Linked DNA regions of Mus musculus: region 1 is linked to region 2. The links are chromatin contacts, called in public promoter capture Hi-C maps. All regions are on one chromosome and are shown on one strand. Each heading gives the region's core, a stretch centred on a gene start, on an enhancer-like site or on the middle of the called end of the contact. The rest is flanking DNA. Distances are from core to core; before and after follow the strand shown. Region 1 holds the start of Il17rd (interleukin 17 receptor D). Region 2 holds the start of Hesx1 (homeobox gene expressed in ES cells).

The links. Capture Hi-C pulls out chosen DNA fragments and counts their contacts.
Region 1: a promoter capture Hi-C map of pancreatic islet shows a contact between it and region 2. The contact joins the promoter of Il17rd here to the promoter of Hesx1 in region 2. A contact is called at or near these places in 19 of 39 promoter capture datasets (the 3T3-L1 cell line, 3T3-L1-derived adipocytes, the HPC-7 cell line and 11 more), 9 of 15 datasets of contacts at CTCF or cohesin (CD8 T cells, embryonic stem cells, large pre-B cells and 3 more), 135 of 484 Hi-C or Micro-C datasets (the AML12 cell line, B cells, the Ba/F3 cell line and 68 more), 21 of 115 datasets of contacts at active chromatin or transcription factors (CD8 T cells, the SCID.adh cell line, bone marrow-derived dendritic cells and 10 more) and 4 of 9 other capture datasets (adipose tissue, embryonic stem cells, liver and 1 more).

What each region holds. Positions count from the first base shown.
Region 1 is chr14:27,037,240-27,040,603 of GRCm38.p6, forward strand. Il17rd (interleukin 17 receptor D) reads left to right here and starts at 1,762. Exons shown (of 13, transcript NM_134437.3): 1 at 1,762-1,990. The coding sequence starts at 1,865.
Region 2 is chr14:26,998,788-27,002,417 of GRCm38.p6, forward strand. It overlaps Hesx1 (homeobox gene expressed in ES cells), which reads left to right and starts at 1,575. Exons shown (of 4, transcript NM_010420.2): 1 at 1,575-2,089; 2 at 2,585-2,784; 3 at 3,032-3,133; 4 at 3,219-3,539. The coding sequence starts at 1,933. The coding sequence ends at 3,317.

The DNA.
Region 1 (3,364 bases), core at 512-3,011, 39 kb after region 2:
AGGAGGCAGAGGCAGAAGGCAAGACAGCTCAGGCTGGCCTTGGGCTACATCCCAAGAGCCTGGGGTGGGGAAGAGTCTTAGGCCAGGGTAGAAAGCTTGCCTAGCGTCCTGAGTCCTTACCACCACCACAAAGAAAACTAGTCTACTAACAACAACAAAAGCCTTGCAATAAATATGACCTTAAAGGGTAGAGAGAGAGGCCCGAGAGTTTGGCTCAGGGGTAGAGGGGTTTGGTTGCCCTGCACACAGAGGGGCCTTAGTTTGATCCCCAGTACTGAAAAAAAAAAAAAATCACACACACACACATCTATTACTAAGTTTAGTTTTATTTAGAACTTTAGTAGGGTTTGAGGTTTTTCCTTTTTTTAAAAAATGATTCTTGGATTCTAGTCATTAAAACCTGTGTTCAATTCATAACAACCACATTATGGCTCACAACCATCTATAATGGGAATCAGATGCCCTCTTCTGGCCTGCAGGTGTTCATGCAGATAGAATGCTCACATAAAACATAAAACAATAAAATAAAATTTAGAGAGAGAGGGAGATAAACGTGTGGGGGTATTTTAAAATCACTGATTATAACAAAAACACTGGGCCTGGATTGATTAGTAAGTTATGGAACACATCAAGGCAGGAGTGCATGTAGATTAAGGAGCCAATAACCTCATGGTTGTCTTAGTTTTTCACCAAAAGCTAGGTCATCCATCCTGACAATATCTCAGTCTGTGGCAGCTCTGAGCCTGGACAGCCTTTGCTAAGGGGACTTTGAATGCCTAGAGTTTAAAGGAGCGTGGGAGAAAAGCTCTGACTTGCAGATTCTTGCAAGGAGCAGTGTGCTTCTTGCATCTACTCAGAGAAAGCTCATCTGGAAGGGCAGTCTTCTGTGGACCTCGTGACCCCACGATGAGGACAGGTGCCTACCCACTGTGGCTGTCTTAGGGTTTTCCATTGCTGTGAAGAGACACCATGGCCAAGGCAACTCTTTTTTTTTTTTTTTTTTTTTGAGACAGGGTTTCTCTGTGTAGCCCTGGCTGTCCTGGAACTCACTCTGTAGACCAGGCTGGCCTCTAACTCAGAAATCCACCTGCCTCTGCCTTCCGAGTGCTGGGATTAAAGGTGCGCACCACCACCGCCCGTCTTGACTCAATCTTTATCTTTTTTTTCATAACTGTCGATTTGTCCATCCAGCAAGGCTATGTGACCTTATGAAAGTCAGTTCGTGGTTGTAGCCTTTATTGATTGCTTCCTACATGTTAACAGAACTCTCCCTGGATGAAGAGTCTTGTTCTTCATTTCGTCTTACTGGGAACAGCACTTTGGAGGAAGCAAATAATTTGTCCTGGGTCCCAGGAGTAAATGTAGAGACAGGATTTCCCTAGAGGCTTTATTATGACATTTCCTTGTCATTTCATTGGTAGGGTGCAAGAAGGAACTTGACATTTGAAAAGCAAGTACTTATTAAATCATTAATTTTAAAATTACTATTATTATATTCTTTGATTCGCCCCAAGTTTTTGCATGGAGAAGTCATTTGGACAAATCCTTTGGATTAAAAAAAAAAAAAAAATCCCTTAGTGCTGAACCTCCTGCTGTGTCAATCTCCGGTGGAAGCCAGAGTCTCCTGTGCATTGGGGCGGGGCCAAGACCGAAGGGCCGGGCTACAGGATCAGAACCAGGACGGAAAGCTGAGATTGAGGGCGGAACCTGGAGGAAAGAGGAGGGGCGAAGCCCGGCAGCGCATGCCCGGTGAGGGCTGCCAGCCTCGGCCGCCGCCGCTACCGCCGCCGCCCACTCGGGACTAGAGAGCGAGCTACAGGCAGCAACCTAGCGGAGACCGGCCCAACTGGGCGAGCGTACGGCCATGGCCCCGTGGCTGCAGCTCTGCTCCTTCTTCTTCACTGTCAACGCCTGTCTCAACGGCTCGCAGCTGGCAGTGGCCGCGGGCGGCTCCGGCCGCGCGAGGGGCGCGGACACCTGTGGCTGGAGGGTAAGGCGAAGGCTTCTCCGGGTTCCAGGTTACCTGGGGGCGCGCCGCGCGCACAGGTGTTCGCGCGCAGGCGAGCGGGGACCGCGGGGATCGCTGGACGCCGGATCCGCGAGCAACGGGGTTCTCAGCTTTTCTAGCCGCTCATCCTGCGTCTGGATCCCCGGGCGCGCGTCTGCAGGTCCCGGACAGGATGAAAGGGGCCGCCGACCCCTGGCTTTGTGTTGTTAATGAGGCGCGGCCGCTGGCTGGGGTCCGACTCCTGAGGGCGGGTGGCTGGGCGGAGAGGCGGGGGCCGTGCGCCCCACCCTTTGTTCCCGGCCCTCTGCCCGGGGGATTGGGATCTTCCGGGCAGTGCGCAGGACCGGTGCACTTCGGAGCCGGTGTGGGGTTCGTGCCCTGGACCTCCAGTCCACAGCTCTGCGAGGGCCCAGGGCAGCCAGGGAAGGGTGTCTGGAGTGCTAGGGAAGGATGCCCCCCCTTTCTCGCAGTTGCTTTGTTTCTTTTAGGCATCGCCGTCACCTAACTTTTACCCAATCGCCGATTCCGAACTTTTTGAGAAACAGCCTTTCGTCTAGCTAATGGTCCCCTACCCTACTCCCTACCCCCACGACCCAGCTTGAGTTGAGGATGTTTTTGTGGTCAAAGGGCAGCGAAAGTTTGCTCCGCCAGGTGTCCCAGACCTGAGACCATGGTGGCTTCCAGACTTTCTTTGGGAACTTGAAAGCCTTCTTCCCAGAGCTGAGTGTTCTTTTGATGCTGTCTAGATAGTGCGGTCCTCTGGTTTGCGGACTTTGAACCTCCCACAGAGACAAGGGTGCTGCGAGTCAGTCCACACACACCTTGAACCCTATTGTGAGAACACAGGCTTTGCACTCCAGCAACCAGGAGCTTGTTTTCCTCACCTAGAAAGAAGGAAGAGGGGGTGGGGGTGGGCGTGTTGTTACTGATTTCCCCAGGGCGCAGGGGATACACTGGGGCAGTTTACTTAGACCGACGGTGACTTACGTTTTTCGATGGAAAAGTCTGTTCAGTCTCAGTACAGACAAGACCCAGGACGCGACACCTCTTAGGGATACTTGGCTCACTTGCTTCTCTCTTAGAGGGAATCCCGGTTCAGAAAACCAGGTATGAGCCAGGCAGCTATGGTTCTTTCACGTTTCGTGAACGCCGTTACTTCTTCCCGTTTAAGTAAAACCTCACCATTTCTTACTGTGTTCCATTGCAGTAAAACATCACTGTTAGTTTTAACACATTCCAGATTTCTTTTACGGTAATCTCAACGTTGACCTATCAGTTTTTAGAAGAGTTCAGATCTGGACTGGTATCGGCTGTTGCTGCCTTCCTGTAATAGCCTAGAGTACATGCCACTTGTAA
Region 2 (3,630 bases), core at 325-2,824:
AGCAGGACCCTATCTATAAAGGAGTTGTGGGTCTCACTAGAGAGATGACTCAGCATAGAAAAACACTTACTGGTTTGCAGAGGATCAGGGTTAGCTTCCTACATGGCAGCCTACAACTACCTCTAAACCCAATTCTAGGGGATCCAATGCCCTCTTATGACCTCCATGGGCATCACACACACACATAATGCACATACATACATTCAGGCACACACACATACATATGAATAAATAAATCTATTTCTTAAATTGTTTAACAAAAAGGTAAAAAGATTGTACGTGTAAAAATTCCCACAAATGTCAGTGGTTTTAACTGGTTGGTTGTTTTTCCTGCTTAGAAAATATCAGGCCAAGGCTGGGCATGGTGGGCATGGTGGGTCACACCTTTAATCTCAGTACTAGGGAGGCAGAGGCATGTCAGGTCAGCCTGGTCTACAAAGGGAGTTCCTGGACAGCCAGGGCTGTTAAACAGAGAAACCTTGTCTCAAAAACAAACAAACAAACAAACAAACAAACAAAAACATGCAAACAAGCAAAAACAAGAATATGAGAGTGCAAGTGGGGGGGTGGGCGGGGGAAGAGAGAGAGAGAGAGAGAGAGAGAGAGAGAGAGAGAGAGTTCAGACCAGTTGGCATTTGACAAAGCTTTGCTGGATTCAGCTGACTTAACTACTTAACTATCTGTAAAATGGTTAGAGTCTGATTGACATGTCCATTCTAGGGCTTAGGCTGAAGGCTGAAGGCTGAAGGCTGAAGGCTGAAGGGTAGGAGCTACCACAGGGGTGATGTCACGGCGTTATCAGAAAGCAATGGGAGGCAGAGACAGGTGGATTTCTGAGTTCGAGGCCAGCCTGGTCTACAGAGTGAGTTCCAGGATAGCCAGGGCTACACAGAGAAACCCTGTCTCGAAAAACAAGACAAAACAAAAAAAGAAAGCAATGCAAACCAATCATACTAGTGCATTTTGAGCTTTTGCTCACATTCTTTCCTCTGACCAAAGCAAGTCACACAGACAAGCCCTAATTCAGCAAGCAGAGAGAGACAGATCTGTCAGTTCAAGGCCAGCCTGGTCTATAGAGTTAGTTCCATAACTGCATAATGAGACTTTGTCTCAAACTACGCTCTTTGAAATAACTGTTATAGAAATAAATTATTCTTTGTAGCATTTGAACCTCATGTAAACGTGTATCTCTCTCATTTAAAAGAAAGAATGAAAGAAAGGAATTAGCCCATTAATTACTTCAAATACGTGGTGCAACTGTTCCTATGAATTAAGCCAAGGCACTTGGAAGGCGATTGCACTCTGTGTTAATAACACTGGCAGGCTTTTCCAGTGTGCTGCACTCCAAAGAGTACTGCGTTTTCATTGACAACGTTCACCATTACATATGCATATGGAAAACAGGTATTTTCATCAGAATTACTGTAATAGCATTAAGAGATTATTATTTTTCCCAGTTTCCTTGGAAGAACATTCACTAAATCTGATTATTTATTACTTGACTGCTCTTCTATCCACCCTGTACATTTAGGTATCTAGAATCCTTAAAAATACAAACTTCAGAAGAAAACCACGATTTTATACATTAATGATCTCAAATAAAAGAGGAGTGCTATGTTCGTGCACCACTTCTTCTGAGAAAGTTAAGTCTGCGTTCTGCTTAGGAGAGATAACACTTTTTGTCCCTGTAGGTGGCCCCCTGGTGTAGCCATTAGTTGCTAATTACTTGCAAACAAATAAACAATTAACTCCTTAAGCCGCTGGCTGGGCAAGTGTTCATTGACTTGCTAAAACTTTCTAAAACAGGATTTTAATTAGTGACTTTGGAAACCCAGCCCCCTAGTCAGCAAAGCTACAAGGTGAACTGCTGGAAGATCCCAGCTCTGCACACGTGGGGCAGGAGCCCTCCGGCGCTGTACGACCCAGAAGAGAATGTCTCCCAGCCTTCGGGAAGGTGCTCAGCTCCGGGAAAGCAAGCCCGCGCCCTGCTCCTTCTCAATTGAGAGCATTTTAGGACTGGACCAGAAAAAAGATTGTACAACGTCAGTAAGACCCCACAGACCCTGGACAGACACCTGCGGTGACTCAGGTATGCTGCAACTCAACTTCTAAATTCATCTGCGTTTTTAGTTTGTCCTTTATTTCATGCAGTATAGGATTAGAAACCACGTTCTCATTCTGTTCTGTATCTATAAAAGGTCTCCAACAGGGTCGGAAGGGAATAGAGTGCCTGCCCTAGGTGGTTCACTCCCAGTGAGAAATAGTATTTGTTTCAGAAGACCCTCTGTGTACATGTGTCACGTCAGGCATTCTAAATCTCTCCTCACTGAAAAATGAATGGTAGAGTTCAAAATGTATGTTCTCTATCACCAAGGCTTCTCTCTCTCTCTCTCTCTCTCTCTCCCTCTCTCTCCCTTCCCCCATCCTCTTTTTTTTTGGGGGGGGGGGAATGGGGGAGACAATTCTTTTGTGAAACCTTGAAGAATTCCCTAGGAAAATTCAAAGCAAGTTACTGAAATGACTTTTTTCCAGAACTTTGTGGAACATAGGCAATATAAGATGGACCTTCTTCTTCTGATTTTAGAGAAAGGTGGCAACCCACCCCTACATGCCCCAGATCTTCCCAGTGAGACTTCATTTCCTTGTCCAGTGGATCATCCAAGGCCAGAAGAAAGGGCTCCGAAATATGAAAATTATTTTTCAGCCTCCGAAACACGCTCTTTGAAAAGAGAATTGAGTTGGTACCGAGGACGAAGGCCAAGAACCGCTTTCACCCAGAACCAGGTGAGAAGATTTTTCAGCCAATAGTGACAACACAAAGGTTGTGACAGAAGCCAGACACTCTGGGGTCCCAGTGTAGAAGTGGCATTAGTGAAAGGGTGGACTCATAGTTTAACAGTCTCTGGGCAACCAATTGTTTTAAAATGCTTTTGGATTAAAGGCCCAAATTTAAGTGCATTTTTCATTTGAAAGCCCAATTTTGGTGACATATAAAATACTGCCACTTTAAAGAATTCCTTCATTATTCTAGGTCGAAGTATTGGAAAATGTCTTTAGAGTGAACTGCTACCCTGGCATTGACATCAGAGAGGACCTAGCTCAAAAGCTGAACTTAGAGGAAGACAGAATCCAGGTAGGGTGCAAACACAGTTGTTACCCGTGATGATAAATAATGTGGTAATATGTCTGAGAACTGTTTTATTTTCCCTTGATTCTAGATTTGGTTCCAAAATCGCCGAGCAAAGATGAAAAGGTCCCGTAGAGAATCACAGTTTCTAATGGCGAAAAAACCCTTCAACCCAGATCTTCTGAAATAGGTAGAAAATTACACATGTTGGCTTCTCTTCCAGTTGTATAGTACAGAAGAAATCAATGGAAATTCCAAGTACTTAAAATGTTACAGTTCTCTCCTGTATCTAATCTAGATTTTGTCATTCTTTCTGAAAATACTGCAAATAATTATGGTTCTAGAACAGTACATTTTTAGTTATAATTAAAACATCTTTCCTATATATTTTTAATAAAAAAATTTTCAGAAATGACCGGTATTTTAATATACTTTCTTCTTTGAAACCTTCACAGGTGTATACAGTCTGTTTTAGTCATATTTATCCGTTCCTCCCCTAACAC